Linked DNA regions of Mus musculus: regions 2 and 3 are each linked to region 1. The links are chromatin contacts, called in public Hi-C maps. All regions are on one chromosome and are shown on one strand. The core of a region is the stretch at or near the end of the contact, and the rest is flanking DNA. Distances in the headings are between cores, read along the strand shown.

Region 1 (4,266 bases), core at 1,221-3,720:
TTTCCCCCTTGGTTTTTTCAAGGCAGGGTTTCTCTGTATAGCCCCAGCTGTCCTGGAACTCACTTTGTAGACCAGGCTGACCTCGAACTCAGAAATCCACCTGCCTCTGCCTCCCAAGTGCTAGGATTAAAGGCATGCACCACCACGCCCGGCTAACACATTATCTTTCTTAAATACATATATGGTATGGTCAATCCAACTTTAAATCTTTCAGGGGTTCCCCTTTTGCAAGAAAGAAAGAAAGAAAGAAAGAAAGAGAGAGAGAGAGGGAGGGAGGGAGGGAGGGAGGGAGGGAGGGAGGGAGAAGAGAAGAGAAGAGAAGAGAAGAGAAGAGAAGAGAGAAGAGAAAGAGAAGAGAAGGTCCTCCAGGGTTTCTAAGCTCTTGCATTCTGTCCACCTCAGCACACTTGTGGGCCTCCCCTGACCTTGCTTTCCCCAGGGCTCTGAGCAGAGCCTTCTTTTTTCACTCAGTATCTCAGTTTGCTCAGGCTGTCCCAGCTTTGTCACTGCTGCTGGCTCTGTTCCTGTCAGTCACCCAGGCATTTCATATGTGATCAATGATTAGAGACTTGCGGTTGTGCCCCCACAGCAAGGCCACCTGCTCATGCGGTGAAAGGAGTTAGCAAAATATGGTCTCTGTGACACATGTATGAATATCACCCTTTAAAAGATAACAAGCCTGCCTCTTCTTTCTCTAACACCAATCAGCTCAGAGAGACTAGAATACGGCACCCAAGAACACGTAAGATTATTGACCGAGGGCTAGGATGATGGCTATCAGTAAAGTGTTTGACTTGTGGGCATCCAGACCAGAGTTTGATCACCCAAAACTCAGTTTCTTTAAAATGTACAGACATGGTGGTGCATACTTGTAGTTCTAGAACTGGGAAGGCAGATAGGTGGATGCCTGGGCTCACTGGCCACACAACTGGGCCCTACCTGTCAAGTTCCAATCCAAGGAGATATTGAAGAGAAACGGTTGGACAGCATCTCTGGCCTCCACAAGCACAAGAAAATATATAGGGATATATTATACACATACATGCATACACACACACACACACACACACACACACACACACACACGCACATACATAAACATGGTTGTTACAGTGAAGGCAATTCAGTGATACAGAAACCTTTCTGCCTTCTCTCTATCTGCCTCAAACCAGAAGACTTTCAGGCAATGCTTTTATTTTAGGCAGAACAGAGCAGAGCCATTGGACTACTTGGGGCTCAGCCTGGAGAGGATACCAGAAGTTTATATTATTTACCTGGCATTTGTTTGCCTTCTGTCACGTTCTTAACTCTAGACTTCCACAGCCCTTTTCCTTTATCTTATCACTTTTTTTGAGAATGTACTGTTTTTTTTATTGCAAATCATATATAAAGATACTTCCTTGAGATTTGCTGAGTCTCTAAGTGTCTGCCATGCATTCGTAAAATCTACATACACATTAAGATATTTCAGGAGCTAGGGAGATGGCCTAATTGGCAAAGTATTTGCCACACGAACATAAGAACCCAGGTTTGACCCCAAAACTCACATTTAAAAACCTGAGCATGGTAGTGCACGCAGATCATCGCAAGGCTGAGAAGGTGAAGACAGGCAGATCCCTGGCCAGCCAATCTAGCCAAAGAGGTCAGCTCTTTGAGTTCAATGAGAGACTGTCTCAACAAATAAAGTAAGAGAGTAGCTAGGCAGCACTCCTGATATCTCACTTTGGTCTTTGCATTTCCACATACACCTATGCTCACACACATACATACACACGCACACACACACACACACACACACACTTACAAAAGGCTATTTCTCTTTACAATCTGACTTTATTGCAAACATCCACTCCAACTCTCAAAGGATAAAAGGGAATATGTTTCTAATGTTACCAAAGAAGAAAGACGTGGGAAAGTTCCCCCCATAGTCTCATTAGTCACAGGAGCCCAAACTTGCTGACAGTGTCGAGGAGAAAGGAGAAAATGTGACACTTGAGGATCTGTCTGGTCAACCAACATCAGCCCCCATGAAGGCGAAAGCTGCTTTAGGCCAAAGAAAAAGTGAAGACCTTTGAAAAAAGGATTAGGATGAAAGAGAAGCTGCACCCTAGATACATACAATCATCTGTGAAACATATCCCCCAGCCTCTACTCAGTGCCGAGATGCAAGGCTTGTGAGCAGGAACCTAAGAAAGAACAAAAACAAGACAAAAACAAAACAAAAACAAGACAAAAACAAAACAAAACCAACAATAACAGCAACAAAAACCTAAGAAACCAGATCAAGCCCAAAGTGAAGGAGCATCCCTTGTTTTTCTCAACATTGGGCTGCTTCTGTAGGGACACAAGGAGAGAAAAACCGTAGTCAGGAGTTACCGCTGTGTAGACAAGGATGAAGATAACACAAAGCGATGTGTTCATAGCACCCTGAGCGCAGACCCTCTGGCTATAGGAGACCCCTGTGGACAGTGTGACTCTGAGTCTATTTTGCCATCTGTCCACCAGTTCCTTCTTAGAGCCTCGCATGGTTCTGCTGCTCGGAGTTACCCTTTCACTGCAAATAAATACTGCAGTCAGGGACCTGGCCTCTCACCACCTCCAATCCACCACCACCACCCCCACCCCGGCACCTCACCCTCCAGTAACCCTTAGCTACTTTCATCACCAGGAATGAGGTCAGTAAATGAGTCAAGTGTCCTGGAGAGAGAAATATATATATAAGGATCACCAAGGCTGCCCAGGGAAAAAGATTTCTGACAACACTTGTCAGCTGTGTGTGTGTGTGTGTGTGTGTGTGTGTGTGTGTGTGTGTGTGTGTGTGTTGTGTGTGTGACACTTCCCGTTATTGCTTTTCCACCCCATAGTCTTAAAAGAGGAGGAAGAAAATCCCACATTTTATCTACAACTGATGAAAGAGAAATAAAAGACAGGTCAGGAAAGTTTCAAAAATCCCCATTGCACCCCAAAGCAAAAAAAAAAAAAAAATCTTTTTGACAAAGAGTAGATAGATGATGGAAGGAAAACAAACCAAGAATTTAGAGAAAGGGGGAGGCTGAACCACCAGATTTGTCAGCCATAACTTGCCCTGACATCTGCACAGCCTTTGCAGCCCTGAGATGCACGCACCTTCTAGGATGTGTGATGACCTACAACTGTTTGTCAGGACTAGAACACTTCATTATATTTAGGGATGAGGGGCATCCTCAAAATACCAGCCCATAGATGTAGCCCCTAGGTAGCGTTCCTGAGATCCGGGAACAGCTTGAAGCCAGCCAGCTCCAGTTGGCCACATAAACTGATGGTGTTATAGCCCCTCATCTTCCTTCTCCGTGTTCCTTGATTAATAACACTGTAGGGGAGCCCAGTACCCTAGAGAATATTTGGTGACTAATGTTTCACAGTAGGAAATTGTTCTCAGTATCACCCATTTCTAGGTCTATGACTAAGACCCATCTATGAAAAGACAGATTAATAAGAGAAATGCAGGATTGGGTGTGGTGGCATTAACCTATAATTCCAGTGTTTGAGAGCTGAGGCAGAAGGATCACCGCGAGTTTCAGGCCAGCTTAGGCTACATAGCAGGAAATTTTTGAGAAGGGGGGCGGGGGGGAGAGACTTGGAGGAAGAAAAGGGAGAAAAAGCGAGAAGAAGAAAAAGCGAGAAGAGAGGTTGACTTAAGTTTTGGGTGACATGGGAGCCAAAATAATGAAGTAATCCTGTATTTGTTTTGAATATTTATGTTTTGAATATTTATGTTTACTGTTTCCATCCCACCATCAGATCACACCACCCTGCATTTCACCACACTTCTCCGTCGCAAACTCAAGGTAATAAACTCAGGGTAGCTTAGCAGAGCTGTGCTGGGATTCTCTCACCGTGCCCCTTTGTGTTCCGACACGAGGCGTTTCTTTTGGTCCAAGGTTGCGTGCCTTTCTCCAGGGTTCGTTCAACTGCTTCAGAGGGAGGTCAGAGAAGCCTTCCTAGGTCTGAGTCCTGCTTGAGGTGAGGACAGGAGTTGTGAAAGCGACCTTCTGCTGTTTTTCACATTCCATGGATGTTCCACAGTTTAGTGTGTCTTGAACGCTAAAATTGTTTAACATAATAGTATAATAGCTCGCCTGTCACACTATAACTATAGTGATATTTCTATTCGTCTGAGGATCGGTCTTCCTTACCCAAGCTGCTACCTGGAGGCTCTTTACTTAGCAGGAAGGACTTAGATCAGTCTTCATGTATCTCTGGATATGCCAGGATCATCAATGAAGC
Region 2 (4,266 bases), core at 859-3,358, 470 kb before region 1:
CCCAACTCTAGTGTACTAGCTAGTTTTGTGTCAACTTGACACAGCTGGAGTTATCACTGAGAAAGGAGCTTTAGCTGGGGAAGTGCCTCCATGAAATCCAACTGTGGGGCATTTTCTCAATTCGTGATCAAGGGTGGAGGGCCCCTTGTGGGTGGTACCATCTCTGGTCTGGTAGTCTTGGGTTCTATAAGAAAACAAGCTGAGCAAGCCAGTGGAAGCAAGCCAGTAAGCAGCATTCCCCCATGGCCTCTGCATCAGCTCCTGCTTCCTGACCTGCTTGAGTTCCAGTCCTTACTTCTTTCAGTGATGAACAGCGATGTGGAAATGTAAGTTGAATAAACCCTTTCCTCCCCAGCTGCTTCTTGGTCATAATGTTTGTGCAGGAATAGAAACCGTGACTAAGACACCTAGGGAGTGGAGATAAGAGGACCAGAAGTTCAAGGTTACCCTCTTTCCACTGGCCATCTGGAGAGAGATCCATGCTTCTGGGAGTAGACAGACTAATACATAGGCCGTCGTGACAATTAAATGAGCGTAATTCTTTCCCAGACCAATGCCTGTCATAGGCTTGACCTTATCTAGTGACAAGATATTAGTGCTTGAATATTGTGTTCTTTTTGGAAGAGTGCAAGGACATACAATTCATCCAAAGGAAGAGAAAAACTGGTGTTACAGACTGGCTTCTTTTCCCTCAAATATTTTGAGCTTGGAAATCTTAACCTCAAATATAGCATTCAATGCATCAAGTACTTCAGAATATGACACGCCATGTATATGTGTATGTGTATGTATTCACACACACACACACACACACATACACACATTACCTGAGGATGCGACACACATTACATACAAAACCTTAGAATGTAACATCTAGTAAATACAGTACTTCTGAATATGAATGTATTTGTCAGCTTTAGAACTGTGACCATATGATAAAATACCGGAGATACTAACCTGGGGCTAAGGTTTATTTGGGGCTACGGTTTCAGAGGTTTCAGTCCATGGCTGACTGGCTCCCTTGCCTTTGGGCCTGTCAAGGAAGAAGCAAACATCAAAGGATAGAGCACATGGTGCAGCAAAGTTGCTCACTTCTCGGCAGCCCGGAAGCAGCAGTGATGGGGGGGGTGGAGAGTGGCGGCCATGGTTCTGGGCTTTTCATATGGTCAGTCCATCAGGTCCCCAAGCTGTCTCTTCTTTGTGCCTCTGTTTATATCTATTGAATCGGTAGTGTTCAGTAAATATCGTTCTGCCTTTGTAAAACCCCGCAGAAGAGTCATTTTATTCCATATGACAGTTGGGAGAAACAACACTGAGAGAGGATAAATCATTTGTCCTTGTCACATTTGTCACTGGGCCGTTGGTCAGCCAGGTGGTAAAGGCAGGAGTGGAGAGTCATTCTTCCTGCTTGCTGAGAGTCTTATTTATCCAGTTACTCTTGCTCGAGCCTCTCTCTCCTATCAGCCAAGGGTCAACGCTCATTGCACTGTTTTTACTAACAAGATTTGACAGTGTACACTTAAAATGTGTCCAGTCAGTTAATACTCATTGAATTCCTGCAATATGCTAGACACCCTGCTGGTATGGAGGCACAGAGCCACTCAGAAAGCCAAAGGGCCAGGAAGCCAGGTGATGTTGTTCTATCCCACGGATCACCTCTCTTGGTGGTGCCATCCCATGTAAGGTGTGATCTAAACAGAATAAGGCCAAGGGACTCTAAGCCTTTATATTCCAGTTCCTGTACCCTCAGAGTCACAGGGGAATCCAGGAAAACATTTCACTTGGCTATGGATGAAATAGATTTCCCCAGTGGCCGGGAAGGAGGTCAAGAAACCTGGCTTGCATCGGCAGCTCTGTCACTGAGCAAGCTGTCTGATGCTCTGGGCTTTGATTTACCCATCTGCCTTAAGCAGAGGACCACATCTCTGTGTTACCTTCTCACTTTTAACACTTCATCAATTCAACTCCATTCGACCCCTCAAACGGAATGCACCCCGAGGCCGAGAGCGTGGGGTGTTGGCATGGTTTTTCTCAGGCTGCACCATGGCTCTCCTGTGACAGGGCTGGCTAATCAATTCTCCCAGCTCACGTGCCGCTGACGGATGGGTCATTTGGAGAAGCTGTGCCTTGTTAGTGAGGCTGAGTGCTGCAAGAGACATGGCTGCCTCCCAAATCTGACGTATGCTGAGTTACCAGCTTACACGTTTCCCTGGGAAGGCAAAACACACGTCAAGAAACTGCAAATTGAATTCTCTCCCTCCGTGCAGAGGATCTGCTTGTGTTTTTATAAAGAGTAAAATCAGAAGTAGATGCACCACATTTCCTTTTGCGGAATCTGTATTTTTAGAATGATTACTTGAGCATGAGACACAGATACGGTTTTTAAAACACACGCCAGTTGGTGCCGTGTGTTTAAGAGGCAGGCCAGGTAGGAACGTCTTGTTTTTGTTGCTTTGTTTTCCAAGGAGCGTCTAAATTCCTCTTTGTAATTTGCCGACTGCAAATGGCTGTGCCCGTTTTGTGCCAAGTATATGAATTATACCGTGGCTCATCCTTGAACAGTGTCCTTGCTGTACCTTCTGCTGTACCCACTTTGTGAATGGGCAGCTGGAGTTCAGGTGAATTATGTCATTGATACAGTCATTTGAATAGACATTTGACAGTCATTTGAATTCTAGTTAATTCCACATGTTTATGCTATCTCTACCCCATATAATACCTGGAAGAGGAAACTGGATTGATCATTCAGATAGCATAAAACATGCCAGGAATTAGCAAAAGGGGGCTTCTCTCTTCTTCCCAGAATGCAGGAGAGGGCTCTGAGCAGATCTCTTCACAATGCCATACAAGCCTTAGAAAAAGGTACTCCCTCCCCTGACGCCCTTACCTAGCTGCTGGGCTGCAGACACCGCTGTAAGAAGCAAACTTCACATGGCAGCCTGTCAGCGGCTGTGGGCAAACACTGGAAGACGACTGCATTATTTATGATCATTATTTATTTTCTGGTGTTCAAATATTTACCTTTCTTTCTTTTCTTTTGCAAACAGTTTAGTGGGCAGTGGGGAAACCCTGCCTCCTGCTAAAGAGGTTGAGCTTTGTTTCCGGAGGCCAAGTCCAGTTAAAGACGCTGACCACGCTTCCCAGAGCTGGGCTGGCCAAAAGCCAGCAAAGAGTACTGCCTCATTCTTGTGACTACATTGCTTCAAAGAATGAGTTGGCTTATCCTGAAGGGATTCTCTTCTAATGAATTGGCTGTCAGTCTGGGCTGCGCCCTTGCCTGGCATCTGTCCCACTGGTTACTCAGACCTTGGTTTGTTTGTTTGTTTTGTTTTGTCTTTTGTCTGCTTCTGTCATCATTGATCTATGATGTTTAGACTTAGGTTAATGTGGTAGTTAACGTTCAACTTGGTTAGATTTAGAATCACTTAGGAGCCATAACTCTGCGTAGGCCTTTAGTGTTTCTCCCAAATGGACTAATGTGGGTGGTGGAGTCCCAAGATGATTAAAAAAAAATCAAGTATGGAGATCTCTGTTCATCTCCATCTACTTCCTGACTGTGGATATGGCGTGACCAGCCACTCCACACTTCCACCATCTTGCCTTTGCTTCCATGATATACTGTATCCCTTCAGATCATGAGCCAAGATCTCTTCAGAAATAAGAATACTTCTCCCTTCAAGTGCTGTTTTTCAGGGATTTGATCACAGGAATAAAAAAAAAAAAGTAATTTCAAGTGGGCTGGATTTGTAACTCAGTTTGTTGAATGTTTATCTAGTATCCATGAAGCCTAGTGTTTGAGCCCTGCATAGTGGTGTATGGTGGCGCACGTCTGTAATCCCAGCACTCTGGAGATAGGGGCAGGAGGGTCAGAAGGTCAAGGTCATCCTTGCCTACACAGTAAGTTCAAGGCCAGTCTGGGATATATGAGATCATGTCTTCTTCTTTAAAGAAGGAAGAAACGGAGAGGAAGAGGAAAAGGAGGAAGAGGAAGGAAGAAAAGGAAAAGGAGGAGAAGGAGAGAAAGAGGAGGGAGAGGAGGAAGAGAAAGAGAAAAAGAAGGAGAAGTAGCAGGAAGAGGAAGAGGAGGAAGAGAAGAAGAAGAGGAGAAGGAGGAGAAGAAGGAGGAGGAGGAGAATAGAAGCAGCTAACATGAGGACTAATATATACTATATCTCTTTTCCAAACAAGATGAAAATACTGAGAAATATTAAAGAAAACCATTTCACAAATGAGAAAAAACTTTAAACTTCAAACAACATTCAAATT
Region 3 (4,266 bases), core at 1,312-3,811, 410 kb before region 1:
GCCCAGGAACCGAGGATGGTGTGTAGACTTAGGGACCCACTAACAAATTTTGTTTCCTGTTCCCATGAGTTTTTCTGTACTGGCTCAGAAATGTCAGATTCAGAGGGACAAATACTTGTGTCAGGAGACAAACCTGTCATTGTGTTGAGTTGGGAGTTTTAAGGTTTCCACCCGGCCACTCTGAACTCCCCGTGTTTCTGAATCAGTAGGTGAAGGAGCCTTTATGCTGTCTAGAGTGACGACCCCAACTCTCAAGGTGGGAGGATGGATCCTCGGAGTTCACAGCAGACATAAGGCAAAGTATGTCGGGACACAAGCGATTTCTTAGGGTGCCTTTTGATATTAGCAGGCAGTGTGATTCAATGAAAAACTGATAACAGAAGCTGATCAGAAAAACCAATGCCTCAGACCCTCCATGAAGGAAAGCTTGCATCATACCACCGTGGAAAGGAATGTCGGCAGCTTAAGCTCTCCCTGAAGGCAAAGGGAATACAGGATGGTTAGAATAAAGTCACAAAACTCAGCTTCATTTATATAACCAGTTACAGAAATGAGGGTTGTAATTGCCCTAAATACTTCTTATTTTGTTGTTTGTTTTTCTTTTATCAGGATTCCATATTCTGGTTCAAAGTTCTCACTTTCGAAGGAAGAAATGAAAACAGTCTTACATCACCACAGACCTTCAGCTACCTCTTCCATTTCCAGCTCACTCTGATCTTCCTTTAGTAGAAGGCAAAAATATATTTTCTCATAAGGGGATATTAACCCGATGATAAGCAAGGAGAAATATGTGTAGAAAAAGGCCTGAGAAAATGATCCCGTCTACGAATTAATAAAACATAAACTTTCAAATATTAATGCTTTTAATTAGCACATGAAATACTGGGCTCCGTTGTGACATTTCTATACATGTATATCATTGTACTTTCCTCATACCCCATATATATTTTAAAATATGTTTTAGAGAATATAAATTTGTTTTCTTGAACTTCTGAAGGCTGGAAATCTGAAACGGAAGTGTCTGTGGGTTCACATTCTTTCCAGATGAGTGAGGTAAGACTCCTTCCCGGTGTCGTCCTCACTTCTGATGGCTCCCGGAGATCCCCGGTGTGCCTTGCCTATGTCTTATCTGACTCAGTTCCGCCTTCACACTTAATCAGCTTTCCTTAATCAGCTCACAAGCCCTTCTTTTATAACCTACGGTCATTGGCTGGAGGGCTTAGCACAGTTCAGTGTGACTTTGTCACACCTTTGTCTAGATTCAGGCACTGTTGTGTGGCATGATCTTGCTCTTACACTCTCTCTGTCTCTGCCTCTGCCTCTGTCTCTGTCTCTCCCTGTCTCTCTGTCTCTCTCTCTGTCTCTGTCTCTCTCTTTCTCTCTCTCTCTCTCTCTCTCTCTCTCTCACACACACACAAATAATTAAGGGTGTTTCTTCAGTGTAGTGGTCCTCACACTCACCTAACAGACAAGTAAGTGTAGAACAAAGCAACAAAGCTCAGTCCTCAACACTGTGCATCTGAGTTCAGAATTTCTAGGGGCTTTTGCAGAATAGAAGCGATTTGCATGTAGATGGCTGTATTAGAAATGGGAAAATAACACAGCAGTAGAGGATGCAGGTGAAAGGTCGGAGACAAACAGGCTTGCTCAAATGGCGGTAGGGTGGCTCTGTTGGTGACTATTGTTTTTATGTTCATGTTGCTATAATATTGCTGCTAGACACAAGTAGCTTTGGGGATGCTGGTAAACTCCCTCAAACTTGTTCCCTCCTTGGTGAACATGTTGGTTAAAGCTGTCATGCGCTCCGTCAACATAATCCAGGGATTGTATGCAGAAACCATCAAATAGAGGACTAGTAGTGTGCTGGAGGCGAGGAAAGGGTCTCATAGAAGAACTGAGTGTGGCGACAGCCAGACAAGGTGGCTAGAGGAAACGGGGGAACATTTTCTTACTGTTAGTCCTGCTGTGTCACTTGGGATGACCAAAATGCTATCAGGCTTCTGCTGTAGGTGCATAGCAACCTCTTTGGTGACACGGCCACAATGTCCTATAAGATAGGAAAGAAGAAACTCTTCTCCCGTGACCCTTGCCTCCCACCCCCATAAGACTCACTCCTCTAAGACAACCATCTCCTAGGCTCTTATCTGTGAGTGGAACACCCAGGGGGCTGAGGCAGGAATACCTGGATTTTGAGGATAGCCTAGGCTACAAAGTGAGAGTTCCAGAGCAGGCTGGGCTACATAGTGAGACCTTGTGGGGGCGGGGAAAGTAACAAACAAACAAACAAAAAAAAGGAGCCATTCTCCTAGGCAGAAGAGAATGAACTTGAAATCTTTCCTTCTGTTTTATTCTTTTCTTAGACGTGTTGGCTGTTTACGTAGAAGACGTGTCCTCAGCAGGAAAGACTGGCTATGTAAACTGTATACTTGAAAATATGCCAAGGGGCCCTAAGCCTGTGGACTACAGCTTGATTTAGGAAAGATCACTGTGGAAGATAGCAGGGTGTAACTGACATTCTCAAAGCAGAGTTCAGTGTTGGCACCGGGAACAAATCTATTTATAAAGAGTCCAGTCTCCCAGACCTACTGATGTGCCCAGGAGCAGCACCACCTCCTAGTCCAGAGTCCACCACCCCAGCCTGCCTTACTTCTTCACACGGGGTTCTCGGGAGGTTAAGAGAGTTTATTTTGAAATGAAATGACAACTGGAAGAGGCTTTCATTTTCATATGGGAAAAATCCTCGTAAAGTCTTGCTTTCTCCCCGTGAGCGTTCATCACGGCCGCCTGGAATGCTTTCTGCAGCCAAGTTCTAGTTGATCTTATAAATCTTTCCTTGATCTGGAATTTTTCCCCTCCGCACATTTGTTCTGCTTAAACCTTTCGGCACATTTGTTAACTTGAGTGACATCTGGGAAAAAAAAATCGCCACCCCATTAACTTGAAGTCATCCAATCTGCGGGATGCACGCAGTGCCTTTAATGGGGATGGCTTGGTTCCCTCCCAGATGTTCCTTTTCAGCAGACATCATTGTGTTTTAAAACTTTGGATAATTATAGCTCTGTAAACCTAGGGTACAGATCTGTTGGCTCCAGCCAGCCCCTGCTCCTTATGTAATAGCTCCATTGTTTAGTAATCTCTCTATTCACAAAGCGAAGGGATCCCTGTCAGCAAAGGCATCTATTCAAAGCACCTTCCCGATGCTCAATGCTGATGCTCAACAGTAGCAAAGGCGGTGAACCTCTTGAACGGAAACATCCACGGGGACTTGGCCACACATGTGACCAGGGATGTTTCTCCCCCTTACTTGAGCCAACCATTCTTTAGAAAAGTCACCTTTTCTTGACAAATCGGCTTTCCAGCAACATTTCTTTTGTGGGTGAAACCCCTGCTAAAGCAGGCGACCCCAGTGGGTGGGGCAGGCCGAGTGTGGGGTGTGGGAAATGCTATAAACATTACAGCTGGACCTGAGATGGGATGCAGAACCCTGGGGAGTGGTCCATCTGCGCCCTCCCCGAAGAGGAAGGAGGGAGAAATGTCCTTAAACTACAAAGAATAATTTCTGTGGGCACCGTCAAGAACCAGCAGGGACCTCGCTGTGTAAAGAGATTCTTATATTACATTGGGGACATGGCAAGAGGGTTTAATACACCAAGTTTCCCAAATGTTGGGATTCAAGGGATGTTAAAACCCAGATAGCTCTGGCTCTCTTCCAAGCAGGCTCACACGGGAGCACGAGCCATCTGAAGCACTTGTTCCTTCGCTGCTGTTTCTGAGGGTCCTTGGGAAATGTCCCAAGCAGCCAAAGATCCAGAAGGGGTGAGCAAGGAAACCACCCAGCCGATGCTCACTGCTCCTTCATCTCCCAGAGTCTTAGGAAAGGGCAGAGATGAGTGAAGGAAGAGACGGCGTGAGAGTGGTTTGAATGAATACAGTAAATGGTCCAAGTAGAGACCCTATGTGAGGCTGGTTTACTCCGAACCTAGAAGGTGAAGCTAGCATAATGTCCCCTCCAGAATCAGAGTACTCAAAACTATTGGGAAAATGGCCATTCAGCAACTCAAGACACACGTATGCATGTGTGTGTGTGTGTGTGTGTGTGTGTGTGTGTGTGTGTGTGTGTAATGTGCATGTGTACATCCATGTATAGGCATATATGCATATTTGTATTGAAGGGCTTAAATATTATCTTAATGTAAACACAGTTAAAAATCTTTTCATGACTCGCCTTATTAACTAAAGTAGAACCTTCCAAAACTCTACCCTGCT

The links. Hi-C and Micro-C count contacts between places; a contact is called where the count stands out from the background.
Region 2: a Hi-C map of cerebellar granule neurons shows a contact between it and region 1, with 1.8 times the contacts expected there. The contact joins two enhancer-like sites. A contact is called at or near these places in 1 of 484 Hi-C or Micro-C datasets (cerebellar granule neurons) and 2 of 115 datasets of contacts at active chromatin or transcription factors (bone marrow-derived macrophages and fibro-adipogenic progenitors).
Region 3: a Hi-C map of cerebellar granule neurons shows a contact between it and region 1, with 1.7 times the contacts expected there. The contact joins two enhancer-like sites. A contact is called at or near these places in 2 of 484 Hi-C or Micro-C datasets (both in cerebellar granule neurons) and 1 of 115 datasets of contacts at active chromatin or transcription factors (cardiomyocytes).

Annotation. Positions count from the first base shown.
Region 1 is chr13:44,463,326-44,467,591 of GRCm38.p6, forward strand. It overlaps Gm34020 (a long non-coding RNA gene), which reads right to left. Exons shown (of 4, transcript XR_873331.2): 3 at 4,176-4,266; 4 at 3,695-4,083. Among named protein-coding and RNA genes, the nearest start is that of Gm34020, 5.3 kb to the right of the region's middle. Within about 2 kb of position 2,471, at least 4 of the 459 cell types and tissues checked have an H3K27ac peak or open chromatin away from gene starts, as enhancers often do. A contact at or near this core is called in cerebellar granule neurons, where this site is marked.
Region 2 is chr13:43,988,808-43,993,073 of GRCm38.p6, forward strand. No RefSeq gene overlaps it. Among named protein-coding and RNA genes, the nearest start is that of Gm2233, 42 kb to the left of the region's middle. Within about 2 kb of position 2,109, at least 47 of the 459 cell types and tissues checked have an H3K27ac peak or open chromatin away from gene starts, as enhancers often do. A contact at or near this core is called in cerebellar granule neurons, where this site is marked.
Region 3 is chr13:44,053,205-44,057,470 of GRCm38.p6, forward strand. No RefSeq gene overlaps it. Among named protein-coding and RNA genes, the nearest start is that of Gm33489, 10 kb to the left of the region's middle. Within about 2 kb of position 2,562, at least 39 of the 459 cell types and tissues checked have an H3K27ac peak or open chromatin away from gene starts, as enhancers often do. A contact at or near this core is called in cerebellar granule neurons, where this site is marked.